3 separate regions of the Sus scrofa genome follow, and regions 1 and 2 are each linked to region 3. A link is a contact called in public HiChIP or PLAC-seq data. All regions are on one chromosome and are shown on one strand. Each heading gives the region's core, a stretch centred on a gene start, on an enhancer-like site or on the middle of the called end of the contact. The rest is flanking DNA. Distances are from core to core; before and after follow the strand shown. Region 1 holds the start of STK11 (serine/threonine-protein kinase STK11). Region 2 holds the start of KISS1R (KISS1 receptor). Region 3 holds the start of ARHGAP45 (minor histocompatibility protein HA-1).

The links. HiChIP or PLAC-seq counts read pairs in DNA pulled down with a chosen protein or histone mark.
Region 1: an H3K27ac HiChIP or PLAC-seq map of alveolar macrophages shows a contact between it and region 3. The contact joins the promoter of STK11 here to the promoter of ARHGAP45 in region 3. A contact is called at or near these places in 6 of 47 Hi-C or Micro-C datasets (embryonic fibroblasts, fetal heart ventricle, heart right ventricle and 2 more) and 1 of 2 datasets of contacts at active chromatin or transcription factors (alveolar macrophages).
Region 2: an H3K27ac HiChIP or PLAC-seq map of alveolar macrophages shows a contact between it and region 3. The contact joins the promoter of KISS1R here to the promoter of ARHGAP45 in region 3. A contact is called at or near these places in 1 of 47 Hi-C or Micro-C datasets (fetal skeletal muscle) and 1 of 2 datasets of contacts at active chromatin or transcription factors (alveolar macrophages).

What each region holds. Positions count from the first base shown.
Region 1 is chr2:77,247,143-77,251,242 of Sscrofa11.1, forward strand. STK11 (serine/threonine-protein kinase STK11) reads right to left here and starts at 2,180. Exons shown (of 10, transcript XM_021084263.1): 1 at 804-2,180. The coding sequence starts at 1,093.
Region 2 is chr2:77,477,678-77,481,912 of Sscrofa11.1, forward strand. It overlaps KISS1R (KISS1 receptor), which reads right to left and starts at 1,527. Exons shown (of 6, transcript NM_001044624.2): 1 at 1,497-1,527. R3HDM4 (R3H domain-containing protein 4) reads left to right here and starts at 1,582. Exons shown (of 8, transcript XM_003122984.3): 1 at 1,582-1,739. The coding sequence starts at 1,657.
Region 3 is chr2:77,354,532-77,358,300 of Sscrofa11.1, forward strand. ARHGAP45 (minor histocompatibility protein HA-1) reads right to left here and starts at 1,363. Exons shown (of 23, transcript XM_003353961.4): 1 at 982-1,363; 2 at 1-93. The coding sequence starts at 1,071. ABCA7 (ATP-binding cassette sub-family A member 7) reads right to left here. Exons shown (of 47, transcript XM_013994807.2): 45 at 3,752-3,769; 46 at 3,036-3,276; 47 at 2,630-2,934. The coding sequence ends at 2,791.

The sequences.
Region 1 (4,100 bases), core at 930-3,429, 110 kb before region 3:
GCCCGTTAGATAACCCTTCTTGGACACTGGAGGCTGGGAGGAGTGTGGGCAGAGCAGGGCGGGGTCTCCAGGGCAGCAGTGATAAGGAGTGGGGGTGCCCCCTACTGAAACCAGCAAGAGGCAGGGCTCCCACCGACCTTGGGGATGCTCCTGCATGCAGACCCCCCACACCTCTGGGACACCTAGAGGCAGACAGGCACCAGAAGAAATCTGTGTAAAAAGTTTGCGGACACACAAGCCGATCCTCCTCAGCAGTCACCAGGCCTGTGAGTCCCATACATGTCCTATGTCACATCCTAGGCGAGAGAGAAAGAGCCAAGTTCCTCCCTGCTGACTGATAAGCCGGTGCAAACAATTATTTTTGGCAACCGCAGGGTTCCCCTCCAACAGGACAAACAAATCGCACTTCTCCCGCCCCAGTAACAGCCGCGGGTTGTGGCTGTGCTGAAACCTGCTGGCGGCAGGCAGGACCGCAAGGCTCAAGGCCAAATCAACACCAGCGGGTCTGCCAGGCACACCGGCCCTCTGGACAGCTGGGAGAGCAGGGGGGGGAGAGGGGCGCCCCCTTCCGAGGAGGGCTCAGCATCGGCGGCGTCAGGAAGCCCGGGACACCCAACCGCAACAAGCTAGGCTGACTTCGCCCAATTATCCAAGCCAGTCACCCACAACCTTCCCGGCGGTTCAGCTCAGGTTCTTAAGGAAAGGGAGTATGGAAGGTAGAAACGGAGAAAAGAAGGGAGGGAGGAAGGAAGGATTGAAAGAAGGAAGGAGACCTCACCCCAACCCAGGAAGTCGGCACTTACTTCTTCACATTGGCCTCCCCGTTGGGGATCCTTCGCAACTTCTTCTTCTTGAGGATTTTGACAGCTCTCCTGCACAGCGTTTCTGAGTCCAGCACCTCCTTCACTTTGCCATACGACCCCTCCCCCAGCAGGTCCCCCATCAGGTACTTGCCGATGAGCTTGGCCCGCTTGCGGCGGGGCTGGTAGATGACCTCAGTAGAGTCGATGCGATGGATGAACGTGTCCATCCCCACCGACATCAGCTCGCCCTCTGTAAACATGCCCAGCTGCTGCGGGTCCGCCACATCCATCCTGGACCCTAGGGCTCCGACTCCCGCAGGCGATCTCTAATCCCCTTTGTGTACTTCCTGGTGAGCGGTTCTTCCTTTTGTCCCCCCTCCCCAAGATTCCCTTCTCCAAAAATAAAAGTCACAAAATCGCAAAAAGAAAAAAAAGAAAGAAAGAAAGAAAGAAAAAGAAAACCCTTCTTGGAAAAGAAACGATTGTACTGAACGTGAGTTCAAAAGGCGCGCCTGGTCCAAAGCCCGGACACCCGGGTGTGTGCAGCGTCCCAAGTTTTGCGGCCGCCCGGCCTCACAGTTTTGAGGCGGGCCGGCGCGTCCACGGGGGCCCTCGGGAGGCCGGTGGGGCCGGGAAGTGCTAGGTCATCCTCCAGGGACTTTAGACCCTCGAACGAACACGGACGCGGCCGGGTCGAGTCTTCTCCGCGCCGTCCATTACTAGCGAGCCATGGCGCGCGCCCGGGGCCCCGCGCAGGCCGGCCCCGGGGCCCCCAGAGCCGGGCAGGCGAGCTTCGCTGGGGATCCGGCGCGCTGCTCGGGGGCGGCTCCCGCCGGCCCCGCCGGCCGGGGCGCCCGAGACGCCGGCAGGTGCGTGTCCGGAGCGCACGGGGAACCTCTGTTTGGCCCCGCTGGCTCCCTCCAGCGCCGGGACTGCCCGGGGCCCGCCGGCCGCAGGGAGCGACCCCCGTCGGAGTCGGCCGCCGCCCGGGCGTCCGCACACCGGCCTGGGACCCCGAGCGGCCGCGCGGGCCCGGAGGGCGCCGCGCCCCAAACGGCAGCCCGCGCTCGGTCTGCGCCGGAACTCCGTCGGCCGCGGAACGCGGGGCGCGTGGAGCTCCGGGCGGCTGAGGCGGCGCAGGCCGCAGGCGCCGGGCCGGGGTTCCTGAGGCCGCCGGGGTCCGGGTGGCCCGTCCCCCGCCGCGGCCGCCGCGCGCGTGGAGCAGGCGGGGCGGCGCGGGGGCCCAGCCCATGCAAGGCGGCCGCGCTGCCGGCTGGCGCCCGCCGCCGCTGCCGCCGCGCCCCGCCTCACTCGAGGGCGCCCCGGGCCGCCTCCCCCTTCCGCGCCCTACACGCCGCCGCCATCTTGTTTATCTCCTCCCCCTCCCTGCGCCGCCGTGCCGCCGCACGCCCGTCGCGGACCCGCCCCTCGCGGCGCCGACGTGCACGTCCGTTGGCCGAGCCGCCTGGCCTCGACCCCCGAGGCGCGCCCCGCCGCCGCTCCTATTGGGCCGTTTGGATCCGGGCGGGCGCCCGAGCGGGGATTGGTTCCCGCTGGGCCCCGCCCCAGGGGTGGATACCGTTTGTTCATTGGCCTGAGGAAACGCCCGTCACGGCGAGGGGGCGGAAAGCAGGAGCCGGGAAGCGAAACCCGGGCGTTGACCTGGGAGGGGTTGGGAGCCGAGGTCGGAGGTCTGGAGTTCTAAAGTCTTCCATGGGACCGGGCGAGTGCAGTGCTCCTGGGCGGGGGCCGGGCTCGGGGACTCTGGTGCCCCTGCCTGGGCTCCTCAACCGAAACCCCGTTTGAGGCGAGGTCAAGGGTCAAAAAGTAGCCAAAGTGTACAATTCGAGGCAAAAAGCCTTTATTAAGTATCTCAGGCCAGATGGGTTGAGAAGGGCTCTGGATGATTTCTGCCCCAAAGGAATTCATGGGCTAAAACTCAGAACCCAGCTGGGATGGTGCCAGCAAAGTGCTTTGGGTGAAAAACAGAGTTGGCAAAATATGGCTTGATGAGGTGGAAAATACTTCCAGGCCTGTGTTTTTTAACCTGTTTTGCTTTTTGTTTGTTTGTATCACTACGTTCTTATTTTGCTGGGGCAAACTGCTTGTGAAACCTTGGGACTTGACACCATCAGATTTGGGTTCCAGGCTGGGAGTTCTTGACCCAACACCTGTGCACTCCCTAAGACTATGTGTGAAATGGAGCTCACCAGTATACACGTTCTTGGGGACATCCATGTGTCTCATCGGATTCTCAAATACCCAGAGAAGGGGGATTGCTATGGCTTTGAGGGATAGGAGTCCCAGGTCACACCAGTGTACCAGCCAGCCCTAATCAGAACATGGGAGTTAGCCCCAAATTCCTAAATCATAAACCAGAAACCAATGAAATACAACGGAAAAAGGGTAATGAAAACCAGGAGTTCCCCAGTGGCTAAGCGGGTTAAGGATCCCGTGTTGTCTTTGCTGTGGCCAGGGTTCAGTCCCTGGCCTGGGAACTTTCACGTGCCGCAGATTTGGGGTGGGAGTGGGAAGACTAAGGAAAGTCAGTGAAGCCAAAAGACTGTCTTTGAAAAGATCCAGAAACTTAATTAAACTGTAGCCAAATTGGTCAATAAAAAAAGATGGCCAATATTGAAGTAAGAACTAGAGAAACAACCTCCCCCCCCCCCCGCCCCCGCCGCCCCTGGCTGAAAAGGCAGCTACGTGCCTGTCAGCAGCTTTGCTTGCCACATACCACCTTTCTTGTAATCATGTAGCAACTACTTGCCTTATGTCCTTGCTAGCAGCCCTGCTAATCATGTTCCAAGCATTGCTTGTCAGCTTCTTAGGCAAGAACTCTGTCTGCTCCAGGAAGGTGGAGGGCCGGAGCTGCTTGCATGGGAAAACATTAAGATCTGGAAGTCTGTATTGCATAAAAGTTACTCAGGGAGTTCCCGTCCTGGCACAGGGGAAACGAATCCGACTAGGAACCATGAGGTTTCGGGTTCAATCCCTTGTCTCGCTCAGTGGGTTAAGGATCCGGTGTTGCCATGAGCCATGGTGTAGGTCGCAGACATGGCTCGGATCTGTTGTTGCTGTGGCTCTGGCGTGGGCCAGCGGCTACAGCTCCGATTTGACCCCTAGCCTGGGAACCTCCATATGCCGCGGGTGTGGCCCTAAAAAGACAAAAAAAATGTTACTCAGAACAAAGACCTGGTGCTCAGACTTTGGAGGTGACTCCTCTGAGCCCGCACTGGTGCTGAACAAACCTAGCTATTCCGCATCTCTGAGTGCTGCTTGTCTTTGACTCTTTCT
Region 2 (4,235 bases), core at 277-2,776, 120 kb after region 3:
CTCTGTTGAGCAGCTGGTCATCACCAGCCAGAGCCAGAGACCAAACATCCAGGCCCCCAAACCTCCACCCAAGCACTCTCCCCAGAGGCACCATCTCCCAAATTGTATCACTGAGTTCTTTTGCTTCTTTTCACATGTATCTACATGAAGTCACCCAGTATGTGCTCTCTTGGGTCTTGAAATAGTTTCTCCTTTTTTTCCCCCTCCCCTTCCTCTGTATTTGTTAAAGCAATCAGGTTGTTTGTCCTGTACAATTTCCACCAGGCTAGATCTAGCGGGTTGTATCCCAGTGTTGTCCCTTAACATGGTCCTGGTTCCTTACTTTCCTTGTGGAAGGAAGGGTGGATTCTAGATTCTCCAACAGGTTTAATTCTCTGTTCTAAACCCTCCCCTGGCTCCCCATTGCCCTTTCATCAAAAACCAAATCTGTCATCAAAGGGCTACCAGTCTCACTGATCTGCCCTCCCCGGAAACCCCCAGTCTCTACCATCCCCCTGCTCTGGCCATTGTGGATGCCCCAGGACCTCTGCACTGACAGTTCTCTCTACCTGGCACACCCTTCCTACTTTTGCAACCTGCCAGGCCTCTTTCCAAAAGTCTCCTCTTCCGTAGCCTACTGCGGAGGGTGGGGGTCTGTTTGATCACTGCTGGAAGGGGAGAGCCCTGCCTCCCTCCCCAAAGAAGGTGGGCATTTGCTAAATGAAAAAACTAGGAGTTCCCGTCGTGGCGCAGTGGTTAAGGAATCCGACTAGGAACCATGAGGTTTCGGGTTCGGTCCCTGCCCTTGCTCAGTGGGTTAACGATCCGGCGTTGCCGTGAGCCGTGAGCTGTGGCGTAGGTTGCAGACGCGGCTCGGATCCCGCGTTGCTATGGCTCTGGCGTAGGCCGGTGGCTACAGCTCCGATTCAACCCCTAGCCTGGGAACCTCCATATGCCGCGGGAGCGGCCCAAGAAATAGCAACAACAACAACAACAACAACAAAAAAAAACTAAACTAAAAGGCAAAAGGGGGTGGGGCTCGCTTTCTTCTATATTTACAGATGAGTAAACGGCTCTCAGCCAGGCTCCAGGGTGCACTCTTAGGGAGGACTGAGAGGGGCTGGTGGAAGGAAAGCCCTGTTTGTGCTGGGTGGGGGTAGTAGCATGGGTCATTTCATCTGCCTCGGAAAAAGACATCCCCTTCCCTCCTCTTTACCCGGGCCTGACTTTCCCTATCTGTCCTCCCAGGGCTGGGTGCCCCGCTCACATCCCCGCCTGGGCGCAGGGACAGCCGCGGCCTTCTATCTCAGTGTCCCCGACCGTTCCCGGGTCTGCGTGTCTTCCCTTCACCCCCGCAGCCCGGGTTTGGCGGGGATGTGGTACTGGTCCCCGTCCCCCGGGGTTGGGTGTCCTTCCCCCGCTCCTCCCATCCCCAGCAGCTCGGGTCCGGCCGGGACATGGCTACGGTCCCTGAGCCCCGTCTTAGGGTCCTCGTCGGTGCCCGGCGCTGGACGTACTCTGCCCGCAGCCCCGGTCTGGCAGGGACCTGGCCACCCTCCCCGCCCGGCGCGTCCAGCCTCCAGGCTCCGCCCCGGCCCGCCCCCGGGTGCCCGTCACTTCCTGCCCGGCCCCGTGAAGGCCCTGTCGGGCGGCGGCAGGCACCGGGGTGTCCGAGCTATGGTAGCGTTGGAGAACCCGGAGGGCGGCCCGGAGGTGGCGGCGGCGGCGGCGGGGGTCTCCCCCGGCGGGCGGCGGACGCTGTGAGTGCGGCGGGCAGGCGGGCGGGGCGCGCTCCCAGGCTCCGGGGCCCCCTCTCTTGTCCCCCTCCCCGGCGGCAGCCCCGGGCCCGCCCCGCCCCTTCTCCTTGGGGCTCCCCCACGCAGAGGGGAGCGGCGCGGGGGGGGCTTTATTGTTAGTGCCGTTTACCGAGGGAGCCCCATCCCCGTCACGCCGGGCATTTGCCGGGACGCAGGGAGACACATCCATGTCTCCCTTAAAGACCCCCGGGTGCTGCAGCCTCCGGGCTTCGAGGGTCCCGGGCGCTGGGTTGCGAGCTCGGGTGAGGTGGTGCCGTTGCGCGCGGTGTACCCGGAAACCGTGCTGGTGTTGTTCTGGGTATTTAGCCACTTGCCGCTGTTGCTGTCTCCAAGCCAGGTGTTTATTCACCTCCCAGCCAGTCCTGTGTACCCCTCGGGATTGTCAGCCCCCCATCTCCTGGTGGACAGGCCCTTTGTTTTTCTCCAGATAGATATCCCAGTTAAAGAGGGACTTAACAGCCCCGTCGCGTCTGTCGCGGGAGGCAGACAGGAAGGTGGGTCGTCCCCGTATGGTTATGTCCCCCGTCGTCACTGATTTCTTTCTAACCTGGGTATTTATGTGGATACCTGGGTGGGCCACCCTGACTGCTTGGGTTCCAGTTCAGCCTCCTCCAGTGTGCCTGTCCAAGTGGCCTGGGTGGGTTATTACCCCTTCCATCCCTCAGTTTCCCCATCTGCAAAATGAAATAATAGTGCTCCTGCCAGAGTGGCTGGGGTCAGTGACCGTGCACTTGGAGGTGCCCAGCAAAGGGGAGCATCCATTCCTTAATAATTATCTTAAATATCTTACTGTTTGGGATCTTTTATTACTATTTAAGAAGACTGTCATTTTACTATTTTATTATTGCTTTATTATTACACTTGTTATTACTTTTTTGTTATTATCTCCACCTGGATTTTTAGGCAGAGGCCCTACCGGGCTCCACAGATGTGGGTATTTACCCCTTTTGAGGCGGCTTAACCACCCAAAGTGGGTATTTACCTACCAAGTGGGTCCCTCTGACCTGCCCCCAGGTCTCCTCACTTCCATGTCCTGGGAGGGGAGGTGGCCTCTGCCCCCTGAGTCGGCCCCACCCCAGCCTGAGTCACCTCCGCTCTGAGCCCTCCTTGATTTCCTGTACCAGGAAATTGGTTCCTCTCTGGCCTGTTCCTGGGGGAGGGGCCGGTGGCAGAGCAGGTGTATTTTTGCCCAGAGGAGTGGGTGTCAAACCCGTGGGGAGCATCCCTGAGAGGATGAAAGAACCTGTTCTCCTCAAACCTGTCCTCACAGCTGTCCCACAGGTGGGCCTGTTCCCCCCCCCACCCCCGTGGATGTTGGCCACTGCCACCCTGTAGACACATCCCAAGGCCTGCTGGGTCCAGGAAGCTTCAGGGCCCTGTCTGGGTCCTCAGTTTCCCATCTGTAAAGTGGTCTCTTAGGGGGGCTGGGTAGGGGAAGCCAATGAACTGGCCCTTGGGTGAGTATGGTAAACAAGTTCTGATATTCATTCAACAAACAGCTGTTGAGCACCTTCTATGGGCCAGGTGCTGGGGATACAGCAGGGCCCAAGAGGACCCTGTCCTTATCATTCTGGGCTAGTGAAGGAGATGAGAAGCAGGAGTAAACAACTAGGACCAGCTGGTTTCCTGTGCAACTGGTGAAGCTGGAAATGGGCTGATTGGTCCCCTTGGGAGGCAGGGTAGCTTCTCCCAGGAGGTGTTGAGCCCAAGAAAGGGTGCTTTAGGCAGGAGGCTGAGCACATGCAAAGGCCCTGAGGCAGGCTGTCCCTGACCTGTTTGAGATGAAGTGAAAAGGGCCTGTGCCTGGAGCAGGAGTGAGAGGGAGAGAGATGGGCCAGCATTGCTGTTCTGATATGGGTGTATTTTATAAAAGGTTAGGCTGGTATCCACCCTGCTTCCCCAGCGTTCATTACAAATCTGACTGGTTGGTTTTTTGTCTGCTGCACCCTGCCCTCTCCCTTTTTGAGGTGGGGGGCTCCAACCCTGCAGTCAGCCCCAAGGCTCCTGCTGGGGTCTGGTTAGAGCCAGCAAGCTTGAGCTGGTGGCAGGACTCAAATTTCGGTTCTCAATTCGGCCCGGGAGGTTCATGAGACTGTAGCCTGTGGGACCAGTGGTGGCACTGCAGTGCCATGGGGAGCCATGCATGGTGGAGGAGCAGGGCAGGGAGCAGCTGGGTCCTAGCCAGGTGTGCGGGCCTCTGGGTTTGAGCCCTTCAGACGGCTGTGGCCCCAGGAGGGAAGCAGGAGGCTGGACGGATCAGGGGAGTGTCCCTTTTCAGACCAGTTTCAAATCCTGGTTCTGTCCTGGTCCCCAGGGGACGGGAGCCCCATCTCTTGGAGCCCCATTATTCTGAGGGCCCAGGCTCCCTCCCTGCATTCCACCCTGCTCTGGGGTTCTTCTATAGCTCCCCCCGGATGTGGCCTTGTTATCAGCCCCCAC
Region 3 (3,769 bases), core at 113-2,612:
TGTGCCTGTGGCCTTGGCATTTGAGGCCACACTTGGTGGTTCCAAGCTGGGTCCCAGGGACACTGTATCAGCCCCATCTCTCCTGGTTAGCTCCTGGGAGGGGAAGGGGAGCTGGTACAGCAGGTGTTCCCCCGACCCCAGGCCCTGCCTCAGTTTCCCCAGAGGTGAAGTGGGGCTCTGGAGGGTCTTCAGCCTGACTCCACAGGGGCAAAGGCCACAGGTCAGAGGGCTGAGATTTGGTGTCATGCCCCTCCCACACCTGTTACCCAACATCCTCTTCCCCAGAGCTTTCACAAACAACCGTCTCTGCCCCAAACCACAGCCAGGGGCGGTGCCTGCAGGGGTGCGGGGGAGGGGCACCCCACTTCCTGAGAGGGTAGGGAGGGCTAGGGTCTCCTTAGCTGCCCTCAGGCCAGGTCACTGCAGGCACACAGACTCATTGGTAATGATACCTTGAAGCCTGAACTCTAAAGGTTCAGCAGGCCCCCGAGTCTCACGGACGCCCCCAAAATTTACACCCAGGCCCTGTGCCCATGGGTCTCATCCCACACTCTGCTCCCTATAAACCTTCTGCCCATGGCAGTGCCATGGCTCTCAAATCTAATGGTGCCTGGAGGCCCCCAGTTCTGAGCCCCTACCCTAGAGTCCCAGACCCAATGTGCTCACACCCCTACACCCGCCCGGCACACTCCCGGGACCCCACAACCAGCCCTGGATAGGATGGTGGTGTGGTGGCCTCCCACAGGGCTCCTACCGTGAGCTGAACACTGGGGTCCCGGCCCATCCTGCGTGGCCCCTGCTGTCCAGCCCGATGGGGGCTGTAGCTGGCTCGAGCCCTCTGCTGCTGGCCCAGCATGGCACTGCCTGGCCCTGCCCGGCGGCCTGAGCACAGGGTGACCCCCCCCACCCTGTCCCCCTGCTGTCCAGGGGGCGCTCCAAGGTTCCCTGCCTGCTCCGCGCTCCCAGTGGAGGTTCACTCACCCCCGAGGGCTGTGGGCAGGGGCTTCCCGCCCGGTTCTTTTTTGAGATGGATGGGGTTTTCATGAGCTCTCGCTTCTTCCTGGAGAACATGGTGGGGCCGTGCCCAGCAGCCCCGAAGGGCCCGAGGGCGGCGGGCCGGGGGTCTCAGCGCTGCAGCTCCTGATGTTGGTGGCCTCAGGACCACATTGTCACCGGCCACCCCCTCCCCAGCTGTCAGGCCCACGTGACAGGCCCAGCCCTCATTGGCAGCGCTTCCCCCCACAGGAAAAGGCCTCCGGAGGCGGTGACGCAGACCCGCCCCTAATCCTCTCAGGCCTGGGCCTCAGCCTGCCCCTCCGCACAGTGGGCTTGAAGGTGGGGTCCTGGGCCCCGCCCCTAGCTTCCGCTTTCAGTAGCCCTGCGCGCGCATGTGAGATGAGGTTCCCCTGCCTGGTGCTGGCCCCAGACGAGCCCCAGGCAGGCACACGGCGGCCACTAGAGACGCTGACCTTCACTCGGAAGACCTAAATCACCCAGCAGAGCAGACACGCGTGCACAGTGACACACAGCGACACGGACTTGGTCCTAACACGTGCTCAGAAACCACCAAGCTCCCCAGATGAAACGGATACAGACACACCCGCCCTCCAGTTGCTGTTCCCTCATGGGTGTGCCCACCCTGCGTCCTCTGGAGAGCCCCTGTTGGGCCCAGGGCTGGGCCAGAGTAGGGCAGAGCGGTCACCCCCCTGTGCCCCACCTGCATTGGCCTCAGCCCAGCTCCCCCCAGCCGCATTCTACATCCTGGGCACACGCACTGACCCCTGGCCACCGGACCACTGGCCAGCAGCAGGGCTGATAAAATGCCTCAGGCCACCTCACCGTCTCCTCCCATCCCAGCCATGGCCACTCTCAGAACTGGGGCCAGAGCGGTGGGTACAGTTCCCCACCTCATTCTCCCCTCCCGGCACCCCCCTCCCCTGTGACCATCTCTTCTCTTGAGCCCCCAACTCTGAGCCTTCTCCCCTCTCCTTCCAGAGTCTCATCCACAAATCCCCAAACCCCAGTCCCTCCACCCTTCCCAACACTGGCCCCCACTGACCTCCAGTGGGAGGGGACGATCTCCAGGGCAAAGGGCATGCAGGCCACAGCCCCTCATGCCAAACCTGGCTCTCCAGGCCCAGGTCCATCCACAGACCCAGCCCAGAAGTCCCTTAAGGATCCTCTGACCACCACTCATGGCTCTGAAGGCCAGGATTGGGGGCAACGGCTGGCTGGTGGATGGGCTTCTGGCCTGGCTAGGAGGCCTGAGGTCCAGGCCACCCCTGCCGGGCTCCTCCAGCTGCCCCAGACATTCCTGAGCCCTGACCTCATGCCCACTTCATAACCAGCCACTCACAGGTACCGCCCTCAGGCGCCAGAACCATGTGGCCACTTAGGGGCTTGGGGTCCAGGGTCCAGGCTCTTAAGGGCACACCTGCACTGCACGTGTGACATCCCCAGGCCACCGCAGAGCCCTTCACAGCTAGGAGTTCAGTTGGCTAGGAGCCCCAGGCAGGCACACAGCAGCCACTGCAGAGACACTGACCCTCGCGCATACTTCATACTGCATCTGTGTCCCCACGCCCATGCCTCCACACACTCGGGTGGCAGAAACGTATACAGAGAACCATTTGTGGACAGGCATGCAGCCTGGAGCATGGGCACACGTGCACACTGCTTCACATCAGCTTTTCTTTATTTCCTCCAGGGAGTCTGGGTCCGGTGTCCCACCCCTCTGTCCTGCCTTCTTCACTCCCAGGGCCTCCCACCAGCTCCACAGAGGAGGGAGGCTCAGAGCACGGTCTCAGCCATACTGTGGTTGTCGAAGAACTGGGTGATGAGTTTGGGGCTCTGCGGGCCCGGCACAGGCTCAGTCCCCACTTCTGCCTCCTCCAGGTCCTCCTTCCCTTGATCCTCGGACAAGTACAGGAATACCTAGAGGTAGGTGGCCCAAGGAAGCAGGAGGGGAGGTCAGCAGGAGAGCCTAGCTCCTAGCCCCACCTTTAACCCCAGCCCCGGCCTGGCGCTGCGGTCACCTCCTCCAGCGTGGTCTGGTTCACAGAGAAGTCCTCCACGCCTTGCTTGGCGCTGTGCGCAGCCAGCTCTCCAAAGACGTGCGCCAGGGAGCAGCGCCCTCCCGGCGGTAGCTGGAATCGCAGGTGGCCGCCGTGCGCCTCCCTCAGCTCGGCCCCTGGGAATGCCTCCTCCACGAAGGCCGCCGCCGACTTGGATCTTGACAAGGGCACCCGCAGGGTCAGCGTGTGACCAGTCCCAAATCTGCGGTGGGGTGGGGTGGGGTGGGGTGGGGTGTGACCAGAGCTACTGTCCCAAGGCCCACCCTTCCTTACCACCCACCCACACCACCCTCCAGCTTGCTTCTGGACCCCTATACCTGGCTCCTCTTGAGCAACACCTCTGACCCAAACCCATGATGGTCCTCACCCTGCCTACATGCTCACCCCTACTCTAACCTGGCCTCTCTCAGGCCCCGCCCACTCAAAGCCTGCCCCTGTCCAGCTGTTAGGTCACGCCCACCTGCTCGACCCTCAGGCTTCCTCACAGAGACCCACTTTCATTCAATGGCCTTCACTTCCTCTTTCTTGGTCCAGCCTCAACCCTCTGGGCAGTCCACAATCCTTCTCTCTTCCCCGGGTACAGCCAGGTTGGCCCCGCTTGAATCCTCCTCTGGCCCTACCTACACTCCCACCCTCATCTGCCAGCACCCAGGCCCTTGAGCCCTCCCCCTGCTCACCTGCTTTTAAGGCGCTGT